Regions from separate parts of the Mus musculus genome. Here regions 2 and 3 are each linked to region 1. Evidence: chromatin contacts called from public HiChIP or PLAC-seq and promoter capture Hi-C data. All regions are on one chromosome and are shown on one strand. The core of a region is the stretch at or near the end of the contact, and the rest is flanking DNA. Distances in the headings are between cores, read along the strand shown. Region 1 holds the start of Meaf6 (MYST/Esa1-associated factor 6). Region 2 holds the start of Csf3r (colony stimulating factor 3 receptor (granulocyte)). Region 3 has its middle 22 kb from the start of Gm32908.

Evidence for each region. Promoter capture Hi-C pulls out the DNA fragments that hold promoters and counts their contacts. HiChIP or PLAC-seq counts read pairs in DNA pulled down with a chosen protein or histone mark.
Region 2: a contact with region 1 is called in an H3K4me3 HiChIP or PLAC-seq map of bone marrow-derived macrophages, with 7 times the contacts expected there. The contact joins the promoter of Csf3r here to the promoter of Meaf6 in region 1. A contact is called at or near these places in 6 of 39 promoter capture datasets (the HPC-7 cell line, cranial neural crest, liver and 2 more), 1 of 15 datasets of contacts at CTCF or cohesin (large pre-B cells), 7 of 115 datasets of contacts at active chromatin or transcription factors (bone marrow-derived macrophages, embryonic basal ganglia, embryonic hindbrain and 4 more) and 1 of 9 other capture datasets (adipose tissue).
Region 3: a promoter capture Hi-C map of embryonic stem cells shows a contact between it and region 1, with 6 times the contacts expected there. The contact joins the enhancer-like site here to the promoter of Meaf6 in region 1. A contact is called at or near these places in 7 of 39 promoter capture datasets (the SN4741 cell line, cranial neural crest, embryonic stem cells and 3 more), 2 of 15 datasets of contacts at CTCF or cohesin (the NIH/3T3 cell line and large pre-B cells), 6 of 115 datasets of contacts at active chromatin or transcription factors (bone marrow-derived macrophages, embryonic basal ganglia, embryonic stem cells and 3 more) and 1 of 9 other capture datasets (embryonic stem cells).

Annotation. Positions count from the first base shown.
Region 1 is chr4:125,083,020-125,087,860 of GRCm38.p6, reverse strand. It overlaps Meaf6 (MYST/Esa1-associated factor 6), which reads right to left and starts at 2,700. Exons shown (of 8, transcript NM_001374123.1): 1 at 2,595-2,700; 2 at 1,601-1,716. The coding sequence starts at 2,684.
Region 2 is chr4:126,022,296-126,027,136 of GRCm38.p6, reverse strand. Csf3r (colony stimulating factor 3 receptor (granulocyte)) reads right to left here and starts at 2,478. Exons shown (of 17, transcript NM_007782.3): 1 at 2,342-2,478; 2 at 958-1,056. Gm32908 (a long non-coding RNA gene) reads left to right here and starts at 2,483. Exons shown (of 4, transcript XR_003955278.1): 1 at 2,483-2,882.
Region 3 is chr4:125,999,906-126,004,746 of GRCm38.p6, reverse strand. No RefSeq gene overlaps it. Among named protein-coding and RNA genes, the nearest start is that of Gm32908, 22 kb to the left of the region's middle. Within about 2 kb of position 2,851, at least 13 of the 459 cell types and tissues checked have an H3K27ac peak or open chromatin away from gene starts, as enhancers often do. A contact at or near this core is called in embryonic stem cells, where this site is marked.

The DNA.
Region 1 (4,841 bases), core at 1,451-3,950:
GCACGGGCAAACAGCAATGTAACCACAGAGGAGGAGCAGGGAGGAGACCCTGTGACGGCGGAATGGGTCTGCATCTTTATACACACACTAATCAGAGGGCAGCTTTCCACCAGTGGCCCTTGCTTTCTACCTTGTTGAGACAGAGGCAATCTGGTTATTTGGACAGCACTACATAGTTCAGGCTGTCCTGCAAACTTCCCAAGTGAGCGATTCTCCTGTCCCCAAATCCCACCACATATGCTAAAATTCCAGACGTGCATTTACACATGTGTGTTAAATGGCAGGGGTGGGGGTGGGGGTGGGGGATGGTCCAAAAGTTCAGTAGACAGAGTCTAATCCCCTGGGGCTCCGTTACAGGTAGCTGTAAGGCACCTAACAGTGATGCTGGGAGTCGAACTCCTGTCCTCTGCCAGAGCAGTGTGTGCTCTTAACTGCTGAGCCATCTCTCCTGTTGCCAGTTGTGCCTTTTAACACAGGTTCTGGGAACTGAGCTCCGGTCATCAGGCTTGTACACCAAGCGCCTTTACTCACCGAGCAATATCTCCTGGGCCTGGTTTCACATCCTGTAGTTATACACATACGTTAAAATGCCATACCCACCCCCACCCCCACCCCCACACAGCCAATCTTGATTTCCTGATTTTGATGATACTCTATAGTTACGTAAAACGTAACCATCAGAGAAAACTACGTAAGCACACACAAGCCATGTCTATTGTTTGTACAGCTTTCTATCGCCATCTGTAAATTATTTCCAAACAAAAGGTTCTTAAGCACACAGAGAAGTTTTCGTACTTCAGAGAGAGCATGCACCCACAGTGAGTTAGCAACTCATGAATACATGGGAAAAACACTAACTGGTCATGCACATTCTCATCTCAGTTTTCCTACAGATTTGAAAAATTCCTCACAAGCGTAGGCATTTTTATACAATCGCATGACTGAGCTGACAGTGGTAACAATGAACTTGGAGGTAGAACAAAGATCGTAATGGCACAGCGTGGCTGATGAAAATGTGGAAGACAGTTCGGTCACAGGCTGTACTTCACTTACACCCACACATCCCTGCACCATGGGCCCTATTTTCTTTCATCACAAATACTGGCTTCCCCAAGGTTTCTCCGTGAGCCGTCAGAGTACAAGTTCAAGCTTAGACCCCATTCCACACTACGGCTCTACCATCTCCTTGCAGAGTAAATGCCAAAAGCAAATGTCCCAAGCTGGACATGACAGTCCATACCTTTAAATCTATCAGTCAGAAGTCAGAGGGAGAAAGAGCTATGTGATCTGTGAATCCGAGGCCAGCCTGCTTTACTTAGTGAGTTCCAGGCTAACCAGGGCTACATAGTAAGACCATGTTTTAAATCAAAACAAAAATCCTGCAGCCAAATATTAGTAGAGGATAAAATGGAGAGATACTATTAGATTTTTTTTTCTTCCAGACAGGGTTTCTCTGTATAGCCCTGGCTGTCCTGGAACTTACTCTGTTGACCAGGCTGGCCTCGAACTCAGAAATCTACCTGCCTCTGCTTCCCAAGTGCTGGGATTAAAGGCGTGCACCACCAGTGCTCAGCTAATACTACTAGATTTTGACACTCACTTTTGATTGGTCAAATACCGATCCCAGCCACGGATAATATTGCCATACATCTGAGTGTCTTCCAGGTAGCTTCCTTCAAAAGCATATATCTGTCTCTCCAAGTTTGCAAGTGTTTCCTAGGTGATGAAAACAGGGACAGGGAAAAACAAGCATTAAGCAAACTGAAATTCCGTCACAGACTTGTAAAGTCAAGCTTACCCACAATGAACCATTTCTGTGGAAGTGTAGGGGTGATGGACCCCTTTATAAATAGAATGAAATGTATAGTCTATCCTCAGAAAATGCACACACATGCAAGATTTTGCATCTACTTCAGAGGCAAAACCTAGCTGTCACGAGCAGGGATGAGACAGACCGTGAGCTGTCTCCATTCTCACTCACTAAATGTGTTGCTACCAGCAGCGAGAAGGGTGAACAGCTTTTCAAAAGCATCTCTTCTACATCAACTGCTTCCTCCCTGCTAGCTCTGGAAGGGCCGCCCGCAGTGGATGCCGGTTGCTATGGAAACCTGGAAGGGCAGCTTCAGGTGAGCTTTGCCTCCCGGATGCTCGCCGTAAAAGGCGGGAGCCTACAGGGCAGTCAGCAGGGTGCCGGCGGCTCCTGGTGCGCGTCACCAATCCAAATTCCCTAGGCTGCGTCTTGGGTCTCCCGCCAGCCCCGTTCCTTGGCATCCTCAAATACACCACATTCCCCGGCCATTGAAACGCGCCGCCCATGGAATCCATCGTGCATCTTCTCCAGGCCGGGGTCTAGCCGCCTCCTTTCCAACCGCTAACCCGACCTGAGCGTCGTCCCCGCCTCCTGCCTCTCGCCCTTCCCGCGCCCTCACCGCCCCGCCCCGCCCCACTGAGCGCAGGCCGGGAACCGCGCCGCCGCAGGGAACCGCGCCGCGCCCGGCCGCCCAGAGCGCCCAGACCCTGGCTGCCCGCCGTCCTCGCCTCCGGAGCTGCCTGCGAGGCCAAGTGGGGACGGCGTCCAGGCCTCGGCCACTCACCGCCAGCTCCTGCTTCCGCTTAACCAGCTCGGCCAGCTCCCGCCGGGTGTCTGGGATCTGCGGCGGCGCCGTCTTGTTGTGCATCGCCATGTTGGGCTCAAGCGGCGGCGGAGGCGGCGGCGCGCGACCAGTAGGCGGACCCTGCGCACTGTCGCCGCTGGCCGCCAGGGGGCGCGACCCCCCACACCGCGCCTGCGCGCGCGGCTTCCGGGGAAGCTGGCCGGCTCAGCGCGCGAAAGCCGGCGCGGAGAGGCGCTTGTACGTGTGGGACCTTCCTTGCTGCTCCACTGTGGGCCTCTGAGCTTAACAGACACCCACAGACATTCACTACATCGAGAACCCAGCTGCAGCATAGGCCTGTTGAGTATTCCATATGTCTCCCGGCAGACGAGGTCCTTGCAACACCACCCAACTGCAGGTGGAAAACCTGAGCAAGGTTCCGCCCACCAACCGGGTTGCAGAGAAGATCCCCAAACCAACATCTTGCTGGGTTTAGCACAGGCAAGCAGATCTCCTGTTGTACGTGGTTTGCCGGAGGGGAAGGATTATGAAAGAATTAGCTTCTATCTTCAGATCCAGAACTGTATCCAGGCTGGTATTGAACAGAAACAGACCGTGAGTTTATCGTCCTGCCTCTGCCTTCCCACTGCTGGGATTCCATGTGTTGAGCATGCCCGCTGTTAATAGGTGCTGGGGATGGATCTCAGGACAGACGAAGCAAGCACTCTACAGGTACACCCTGAGCCCACCTCTGCATTCTCAGTGCTCAGCAACGTCACTCGTAGTTTAGGTGGCGTTCTTTGCCCCCATGGGTGGATGTCCTTGGGTTTCTATGCCCTAGATGTATATTGTTCAACAGGTATGAGAAATTCTCAATTTTCTAAAACTCCTCTTGCCTAATTTTCTCTCTCACAAACCTCTTCACTAATCTCTTGTTCCTCTCCAGTAGTACATGCCTATAATTCTAGCACCCAAGAGGCCGCGGTAAAAGAAGCAGGAAGGTCAAGGTACTACATAGTATTTGGGCCAGTAAGACTATATAAGACAGTTTCACCACCACCCCCCAAAAAAGAAAGTCAAGGCTGTAGATGAAACTCAGTTGGTAAAATATCTGCCTAAGCCCAAGCTTGCACAAATCCCTGAATTTGAGTCTAGCATCTCTTCCTTTCCTGCCAGCCTGGCCCACAGAAGAACCTCCCAGGGCCAGGCATGGTGGCACATGTCTTTATTCCCAGCACTCAGGGGACTCGAAGACAGACAGGACAGCTGTTTTGAGGGGGAAAAAATCAAGATGAGCCTCAACTACACAGAGAATTTGAGGCTAGCCTAGGCTCAAAAAAATAACAATCAGACCTTGGAAATTTTCTTTTTATGTCTATGAGTGTTTTGCCTGCATGTATGTCTCTGTACCATATGCATGCAATTCCCAAGAAGACCAGAAGACATCAGATCCTCCTGGGACTGGAGGAATAGTTGTAAGCTGCCATGTGGGTGCTGGAGATTGAACCAGGGTCCTGGGGGAGAGCTCTGATCCATCCTCTCTCCAGCTTTTCCCCCTGCCCCGTTTTAATGACTGAGTCCCAATTTGAGATGCCCATATATTTATAGGTGTGAGATCATCCAATGGAAAGTGATCAACCTACCAGGGCCCACACCTTAAAGCTGACTCTTCCCCCACAGGAGTCACCCACTGTTGATAGCTTCTTAGCTAGGGATGGAGGCTTGGGCACCTCTCTCTCCTACATGCTGCCAAGATGACTGGCTTGATCTTAGGCCAGTCTTTTGTAAGCAGCTACAGCTGCTGGGCTCCTGAATACAGCAGCCCTGACCTGTCCATGTGGAGAAGGCACTGCTCACCTCATTCCTCCCCGACCTCTGGCTCTGGCCGTCTGAAATGGCCCCTAAGCCTTAGGGTGGTGGTCATGGTAAACATGTCGCCTTTGTGGCTCAGCATCCTTAGCTTTTTTTTTTTTTTTTTTTTTTTTTTTTTTTTTTTTTTTTTTAGACAGGGTTTCTCTGTGTAGCCCTGGCTGTCCTGGAACTCACTCTGTAGACCAGGCTGGCCTCGAACTCAGAAATCCACCTGCCTCTGCCTCCCAAGTGCTGGGATTAAAGGCGTGCACCACCATGCCCAGCCATCCTTAGCTTTTTAAATATATATATATATTTTTTCAGACTTTTTCTTTTCTGTTTTGTCTGCAAGTGTCTGTACCATGGTACCAGTGGAAGCCAGAGAGAGAGCTGGAG
Region 2 (4,841 bases), core at 1,229-3,728, 940 kb before region 1:
GGTATCAAGGAAATGTCCATGTGTGCAACACACTGCCAAGGTCAAATCTGTCTCCTAGAAAGAGCAGGGATAGGATGGAGCTAGGAGGGGGCGCAAGCTTTTCTTCCCTCTTGCGCCCCCCCCCCATATCTCTGTTTACCAATCTTTGTTTTGTAACTGTGCTGGCTAGTTGTGTGTCAACGTAATACAAGCTAGCATCATTTGGGAAGAGGAAACTTCAGTTGAGAAAATACCTCTACCAGATTTGCTTGTGGGCAAGCCTGTGGTAGGTACATTTTCCTGATGAATGCTGGATGTGGGAGGGGCCAGATCATTGTGGGTAGTGTCATCCCTGGACGGGTGGTCCCAGTGCTACAAGAAGTTAGGCTAAGCAAACCATGGGGACCAAGCCAGTAGCAGCACTCTTCAATGGCATCTGCATTAGTTTCTGTCTCAAATTCCTGCCCTGACTTTCTTCAGTGATGGACTGTTGCCTGGAAGTGTATGGTGAAATAACCCTTTTTCCAAGTTGCTTTTGGCTAGGGTGTTCTATCCTAGCAATGGAAACCTCAGACAATAACCTCACATCAACATACCAGTTTGATCATCTCCTGCATCCACATGCACACACACATGTACATATGTACACACTGAGTGGGAAAGACTTAGCCCCCAGGGCTCAGGATGCTGGTTCTCCACTCATTTGTGGTTGTAGTAGGCCTAGTTCATACCTGGTACCACTGTATCCTTCCCACAGGCTTATGTCAAGAGCAGAAAACAGAACAGAGGAGACCAGGCCTCCTCTCTAGATTGCATGGGGCTGGCATGTTTAACATCAGAACAGTTTCCTATGGAAGCCTTGAGGGTGGCCCCAGTTGAGTAGGAGCTTGGGCCTGCTGGAGCCTATGTCTCATTGTCTAGGGAAGAAGTGTACAAAGAGGCTGGGAGCCCAGTTCTGACTCTGGTTCCAACACTCACCTGCCTGGTGAACTTGGATGAGTTACTTCACCATTCTGAGTCTCAGTTTCTCCATTTAGGAAAAAGGGGCTTAACAATACCACTCATGTCTCAGCAATGCTATAACGATGAAGCGAGACAGTTAAGATGAAAGCTCTTGGCACAGTGCCCAAGGAACAAGCTCTCAGAAGCAGTGGGCTATCTGTATGAGCCCTAAAAGCAGGAAATCAGCCAAAGGAACCAATAGCCTCCTGGCATAGCCACCAGGTCTACTTCTAGCTCCAAGCCTCTCAGGCTCTTCCCACCACTCTGGCCATGTGCTGGGCTCTGCAGCTGCTCGCTGTGTCCACTGTGCCCACGGACACAGCTGATGCCGTAAGTCAGGCTGCTACAGCATCCTCTCTACCTTTTCCTTTTGCTCATTGTTGCCAACCTTCCCTCTGGGCTCCCTTCTCCTGTCCTATTCTTTTGAAATTCTGTCTGTGGGAAGACGGGGACGAAGAGGATGTTGAGAATAAACTATGGGAGCGAGATCCCCAGGTGTGGCAGAGATAAAGGATCAATGCATCATAGATGGGTGAATAGACAAGCTGGGGAAAAGAGATACATAGAGAATAGACAGAGGTAGAGCCTAGCCCAGTGGCAGGGGGTTGAGACCAGTTATTCTGGAAGTGGGGGCAAGTGTGTTACAAGATCAAGGCCAGCCTGTGCTATAGAAGACATTCAAATCTCATTTTGGCAACTTAGCGAAACCTATCTCAAAAATATAAAGCAACCAGGGCTGGGGATAGAGCTTAGTTGGTTGAACACTTGTCTAGCAGGCACAAAGACCAAGGCTTGATCCCCAGTACCACATTAAGTATCAGGCATGGTGGTGGAGGCCTACAGACCAGCATTTGTGATACAGGAGGATCAGAAGAAGTTCAAGGTTCTTATCTGCCGACAAGATGATAAACCTTGTCTGCATGAGAGCTGCATACAACATCATCATCAACAACAACGATGAGCAGGCTGGAGCGATGCAGAGAGAAGTGGAGAGGCCGACAGAGAAAGCTATCTCAGGCAAGTCTTGCATCAACTGTTTAAAGTTAAGAGGCTAAGGGAACCGGGAGAGGAAACAGAGGCCCAGAGACTCTGAGACAGCTGTTCTTGCTGAGAAGAAGCAGGCCAAATGGCTGAAAGCAGGGAGTAAGCCTGTCTGAAGGATAGGGACTCTGGGTGGGATTCTTCATACCTGAGCTCAGCTCCTGTTCCCAGAGATCCAGCTGTCTGACCTCCCTGATGCTATACACACAGAGAGACTCCCATTTCCCCAAGGATCCTGTCTTGGGCCCCCTGATGTGGCCCTAGCAGGGTTGGGGAATGGTCTGAGGTCTCCAGGGCTCCCCGCCCTCCCCCTACTTACACTGGGGCTAGGGCGCTGTGCCCAGCCCCCACGCTTGTGCTCTCTCTTCTCTCTCGTCTCCTCTCCTCTTGGGGCAAGTTCCCGAAACTTCTCTTTCTAGCCCCGTCGTTAATGACAGGCGGGGGGTGGGGGGGACCCAGAATTGCGACACCTTCCTGGCTTCCCTGCTGCGTTTGGCTGAGCCTTCACCCTTGGGGTGGGGGACATAGACAGCCCCTTCCTCTCAGGAAGGAGGTTGAGGGAAACTGGTGAGCTAGGGACCTTCCTGCCTCAGGGGTCTTAGAGGGCTGGGCATTGTAGCAACCTGGCCCGTGGCCACCCTCCCTTCTCTCCGGATTTCCTGAGCTCCTCGCTTTGAGGCTCAGCAGAGCACCCGAGACAAGACAGGGCCAAGGGAGGGCTGGGGTCTTCAAGTGTTTATTTCAAAACGAAGCAGGACAAAATAGCGTGGAAAATTAATGAGGGCTGGGGTGGAGGAGACTCTCTTCTCACTGAGTCTGGCTGAAGCCTCTGCCCGGGAAGAATCAAGATTCCAGGACAGGTAACGTTTACTTCAGGTTTTCTTCCCTTGTTAGCTGAAAACCTGCCATTTTCCAGGACTCTCAATAGACCCTCCCACCCCTGGCCTCCCTAGTCCATGGTCCCTGCCCTCACCGCTTTGTACAATCCTAGGGGTTCCTGGTTTTATCTTCTCAGGTTGTAACCCCTTTCAAAAGGCCCACCCTGTAAGTTCATCTATCACAAAAGAGAGGGGAAAAATTGTTCTAAGTTTGAAAATCATCAAAATAGTATATATTGGTATATTAGTCAGGGTTCTCTAGAGCAGCGGTTCTCAACCTTCCTAGTGCTATGACCCTGTAATGCAATTCCTCATGTTGTGGTGACCCCCCAACTGTAAAATTATTTTCCTTGCTAATTCATAACTGTAATTTTTTCCTGGTATGAATCATAATATATATCTGTGTTTTCTAATGATCTTAGGTGACCCCTGTTGAGAACCTCTGCTCTAGAGGAACAGAGTCCACTTAATGAGTGTATACGCGTGCACACGCACGCGCGTGCGCGCGCGCGCGCACACACACACATATATACGAACACATATACGCACACACATGAATTTATCAAATTAGCTTATGCAATACAGAGGAAGTAGGAGCACTGAGAACCCACCTGGGAAATCCTTTGGTGCCTTGGCACTCCCAAGGTGGTACTGAAGACCTGGAGGGTATCTGGTCCTCAGTCCATGTCGAAAGCTGATTTTGACTTGAGCAAAGGAATCAAGTGGGGTGGCAGCAGCAGGGTAGACTACTAGCAGCAGAGGGGAAGGTCAGGGAAAAAGGCTTCCTTCTTCCATGTCCTGCTTTTGATCTGGGCTGCCACCAGAAGGCGCCGCCCATCTCTGGGGTGGGTCTTCCCACATCCATTAAGGGAGTCAAGATAATTCCTCAACTGAGAATTGCTGCTTGGGCGATTCTAAATCGTGGCAAGTTGACATTTAAAATCAAGCACCAGGATCAATCCTTTGTCAATGGTACACAAACAGGTCACTTTAAAGACCATATAGCCTTCCACCCCTTTGCCCCAAATCTCACGGTTATATCCCAGTGTACTGGGTCTGCTTTTAAAAGTCCTTGAATGCTTAAAAAATTTTAACCCTTTGAAAGGCTCACAAGTCAGCCAGGTGTGGTGGTACACGCCTTTAGTCCCAGCCCTTGGGAGGCAGAGGCAGGTGGATCTCAAGAGTTCAAGGCCAGCCTGGTCTACAAAGTAGGTTCCAGGGCTATATAGAGAAACCCTGTCTCAAAACAACAACAACAACCTCAAATCTCTTTGTTTTTATTAGATATTTTCTTCATTTACATTTCAAATGTTATCCTAAAAGTCCCCTATACCCTCCCTCCCCCGCCCTGCTCCCCTACCTCAAATCTCTTAACTGTAAACTTCTATGAATATCAAAGGCAAATGAATACTTTTAACATATTATGGCACCGAGTACATAATTATCTGTTCTAGATAGCTTTCTGTTGCTGTAGTAAAAGATATGACCAAAAGCCTTTTGAGAGGGGAAAGGGTTTTCAGCTCACACTTCCAGGTCACGGTTCAGCTTTGAGAGAAGTTAGGGCAGGAACTCAAAGTAGGAGCAGAGGCAGGAACCATGGGGGAATGCTTACTGGGTTGCGCACTGGCTCGTGCTCAGTTAGCTTTCTTATATAATACGGTACCTCCTGCCCAAGGATTGAACTGTCTACATTTTGCTGGAAACTTCTACATCAATCAAGACGATCTGATTTGGGTAATTCATTAATTGAGGTTTCCTCGCTTTACTGTAGGTTGTGTTAAGTAGACACTAAGTAGTACAGCTAGAGACAGCTAAGTGAGCTGCTACTCCTACCCATTCTCTAAGGTGTGTCTCATTTCTTTCCCTAAATATCTTTCTTGTGTGTGTATCAGGGAGTCTGAGTGTGTGTGTGTGTTTTAGACAGGGTCTCTCTATGGAACT
Region 3 (4,841 bases), core at 1,602-4,101, 920 kb before region 1:
AAAGAAAAAAAAAAAAAAAACCAGAACAAAAACAAAGACAAGATCCAGCTGAACTGAGACATCTGGAATTTCAGGTTTCTTGAGCCACAGGCAAGACACATACTCCCTCCAGAACCTCCTGTCTTTGCTGATTCTTTTTTTTTTTTTAAGATTTATTTATTATATGTAAGTACACTGTAGCTGTCTTCAGACACACCAGAAGAGGGCATCAGATCTCATTACAGATGGTTGTGAGTCACCAGGTGGTTGCTGGGAATTGAACTCAGGACCTTTGGAAGAGCAGTTAGTGCTCTTAACCGCTGAGCCATCTCTCCATCCCCTTTGCTGATTCTTGACTGCATCCCCGGCTTGCTATCCAGTTCTTTAGAAGACTTTATTAAGTCACCCATGCAAATAAGTTCCTGGAAGTATCTGTCACTTCGGAGGAACTAATTAGCTTCCCCTTTCTGGTAGTAAGAAATCTGGGAAATTCACTGTTTTCCTTTTCATCCTGCCTTCCAGCAAGCTCAAAGCCGAATGTCCAACCCTACAGTATCTACAGGGAACACTTAGGAGTGTCATTTTTTCTCTTCAGTATCATGAATCTGCTGACAGAATTAATCTGTCTTGTGGTCAAGCCATCTCATGGCCTTTGTGGGGGTTGGGGGGAGGGCGGGAGTTAAATGATTGCAAGTTCTAAATCTGTAACAACTTTGTGGTCCATGGAAGCCACAAGGGGTGCTGCGGCGAGCATCCTCAGCCCAAACCCAGCTTTGCTGTCACTGCCTCAGGGCTCCTGAGCAAGGGTATAGTGATGTCCCTACTGGGGAGCTGACGGGTTAAGACCCTGGTCCCAGCTGTGGGCCCCCCTTAGTACATATGTAAATTAAGTTCACAGGAACTTGAAGGAGGGCAGAGATGGAGAAGGCTTCTGTGCGGAGTGACCTAAAAGCACCGCTTTGGGGACAGGGAGGCAGGGAGTCAATCAGAAATGTGTTACAGGAAGGAGAAAGGAGTCCATAGCTCTTGGCACGGGGCATACAGAGGGGAGGGAGAGCTGGAACTCTGAAGGAGATGCCCTCACTGGGGCTCCTGGCTGGGGCTCACGGGATGGCAGTTGGAATGAGCAGAGATTTGAGTGCTGGCCGTTCCCAGTGCTTTGTAATGGCTCTGTACTGTTGCCAGTTCTCAAGAGCCTAAGTACAGAAGTGGATGCTCACAGTCAGCTATTGGATGGATCACAGGGCCCCCAATGGAGGAGCTAGAGAAAGCACCCAAGGAGGTGAAGGGATCTGCAACCCTATAGGTGGAACAACAATATTAACTAACCAGTACTCCCCGGAGCTCGTGTCTCTAGCTGCATATATATTAGAAGATGGCCTAGTCAGCCATCAGTGGAAAGAGAGGCCCATTGGTCGTGCAAACTTTATATGCCTCAGTACAGGGAAATGCCAGGGCCAAGAAGTGGGAGTGTGTGGGTAGGGGAGTGGGTGGGGGAGCGTGTGGGGGACTTTTGGGATAGCCTTGGAAATGTAAATGAAATAAATACCCAATTAAAAAAAAAAGAGCCTAAGTAAGGACAGATGAGGGTCCAGGAGACCAGCTGACTGCTGCTCAGGCTAGTGGGCCCATGCAAGGCTTGCTTGGAGAAGTGAAGCAGGCCACTGGGTGTCCCTGTGGATGGGGCCCAGGTACTGAGGAAGCAGACAATTTCAACAGGTGACATGTGGGGAACAAAATAATAGGAGTCCTCACTGGGCACTGGGTGAGGCTGTGTGTTCCCAGAAGGGACATGGACAGATGAAAAAAAGAGTTATGTGTAAGAGTGGACCTGAGTGAAGAGGGTCTTGTGATGTGGGGTGGGGTGGGGTGTGTGAGCTGGGCATGTAACACAGGAGAATTAGAGACCCTAAGCTTACTGAGGAAACTGTAGGTCCAGAAAAGAAAAGCACCCAGCCATTTTGCTGCAGAAAAAAAACAACAATTGTCACTTGTCATTAATCCCAGCATTTGGGAGGCAGAGGCAGGCTGTTCTGTATGAATTCAAGGCCAGCCTGATCTACATAGTGAGTTCCAGGCCAGGCAGGGCTAAGGAGTAAGACTTCATCTCTAAAAGAAGAAAGAAAACATCATCTCTAGTCCCTGAGAGGTTCCGGCAGCCTCCAGAAAATCCTGGGAGAGCGGCTGCCAGACCCATGCCTTGGTGGCCTCCACACTCCAGGCAGAGTTCCAGCCCCTTCTCTGCACTCCAAGTGACACTTCCCAAAAGGAAGATGTCCTTAGGAACAGGGACATCCTTTCTGAACAAGGTTGAGAACTCAAGGACCGTCAAGGAAATCAGTTAGGTTGGATCTCCGAACTAAAAATCTCCTTCATGATGAAAGGCACCACTGAGGGAGTCAAGGGACAAGCATTGGAAGGGACAGGTAGACAAGAGCGCCTGGTCCCCGCTCAGGGGTTCTGGGCCTCAGTTGGGGGGGATAAGGGAGGATCTGTATCAGTCCACCTTTAATGATCTTGTCTGGTCTGGATGGCAGAAAGTTGGAGGAGTGATGTCTCTGATGTGTGTCTTCACCAGCCCCTCTGAAAGAACGGTGCAACTTTATGAGTGACATTTTATAGGGGTGTCATCGTTGCGGGCGGTTTGTTGTTTGTTTTTCCTGGCATGCCATGAGACAGAGTCCTGGGCTGGTTTATGAAGCCAACAGCCCAATGCACTTCTCATAAAGTCACATGAGTCACTTGGGTACTGCCCTGCCAGCCACCAGCTGTGCTAGTGAGAGACAGGGGAACTGTCCCCACCCTCTCCTAGCCCAAGCCATTGGTGGTGCTTCCAGGCTTCTGTGCCCAGAGGGGAACCTGATGGAGGCAAAAACAGATGGGATAGCTGTGGGTGGGGTTGGTTCTGCCTGGAGGGTGGGGGTGGGGTGGCAGTGGGTGTGGGGGCAGGGATGCTGAGGTGAGGTGTGGCAAGGTCTACAAGCTCCTGGGTAGGGCCAGGCTAACAGGCATCTAGCCCCTCCCTGTCAAATACCATAACAGAAAGGATGATAAAAAAGTAGTGACCAGGCAGGGAGAAGGAGGCTGCCACACAATCCCCTCTCGGGAAAGGCTTATTGTAGAATGGGCCTCGAGGCCTTGATCGACCCTCTCCACGGAGGAAGAGCATCAGACAGAAAGTGGTGCAGTGTGTGAGGTGCAAACACACTGGGGTCTCAAAGGGAAGGAGAGGCTTTCCATTGTAACGTGGAGAAAAGCTCTGCAACTGTCTGTAAATAGATTGGACCCAGTGCCCTCTTCTGGCCTCTGTGGGCCCTGCACACATGTGGCATTCACACGGGCAGACACATACATATAAGTAAAAAGAGTACGAATACATCTAAAAAAGAAGTGAGAAAGAGAGGGCGAGGGGAAGAGACCCCCCCCTGTGAGATGGATGATGGGGGGTGGGGGGAACCTGAGACGCCTCTCGGGACAAAGTGTGGGACTTTCGTGAGTTCTTAGGGCTCGCATAAAATTTCACATCAAGTTTTTTTTGTTTGCTCCCCCCCCCCCACTCAAGACAGGGGGTTTCTTTGTGTAACCTGGGCAGTCCTGGAACTAGCTCTGTAGACCAGGCTGGCCTCAACCTCAGAAATCCCCGGCCTCTGCCTCCCAATTGCTGGGAACCTGTTATTTAGTCAACATAGCCAAGGACAGAACAAAGATCGTGGAAGAGCTAGCTAGCTACAGCATGGTTTCTTCTTAACTATGCTCCAGAGGTTGCAGGGTGTGTGCCCGAGCCCTTCAGGCTACAGGATTTGGCTTAAATAGGGGCAGGCTGGTGTTTAACACCCCCCCCCCCCGCCACACACATACACACTGGACTGGCTGTGTGGTGACAGTGCACAGATGGCACCAGAAGATGGCCTCTGAATCTCCACACACAGCCACCCTGCCAATGGCTGAGTCATGAGTATAAGGTGGAAGAGAACAGCTGGAGGGAGGGTCCCCTGGGGAGGCTGATTACTAAAGAAACGGGACCTTTACATATGGGTTCCACTCAGATAGGACCAGAACCGCAGTGGTTAGAGTCTCAGTGGTTTCATTTACAGAAGGCAGCCTGGGGGTATAGTTAGTTTAGACCAGTGGGTCTCAACCTTCCTAATGTTATTACTCACTCTTTAATTAAGCTCCTCATGGTTGGGGTGACCTCCCCACCATAAAATTATTTTGTTGCTACTTCATAACTGTACATTTTCTACTGTTCTGAATCACAATGTAAATATCTGGTGGTCAGGATATCTGATATGTGACCCCTGTGCGGGTAGAGACCCACAGGTTGAGAACCGCTGTTTTAGACTTATATGCTGTTATTTTGGGGCATTCCTATTTGTCAAAAGAAGCCCGGAATGCTGGGTGTGGTGCTGGAAGCTTGTAGTCCCAGCTCCCAGGACGAGAGGCAGCGAGCTCAGAAGTTTAAGGCTGTCCGCAGCTACGCAGTGAGTAAATTGGAGGTCAGCATGGGCCACAGGAAACTGAAGAAAAAAAAAAACTAAAAAAAAAAAAGCAGTGGTTCAGGAATGAGGCCGTGGCCACTGATCTGCTGGGCTTGTCTCAGGGCCTCTGCAATGGCCCCCAGGGTGAATGGGCCTCTTTAGTGGGAGGGTATTTGTGGGGTGGAGGTGGGTTACCTGGTCCTTACCGACCAGCAGGGAGGAACAGCAGCTGGGTTGTTTCATTTTCATTTCTGTCGCTGTGATTAAACGACTTAACAAAAAGCAACTTCTGGGAGGAAGGGTTTATTTCAGCCTGGCATTCCATGATACAGTGTGCTATCCCTGGAGAGTTCTAAAGAGCTAGTCACAGCTTATCACAGCTCA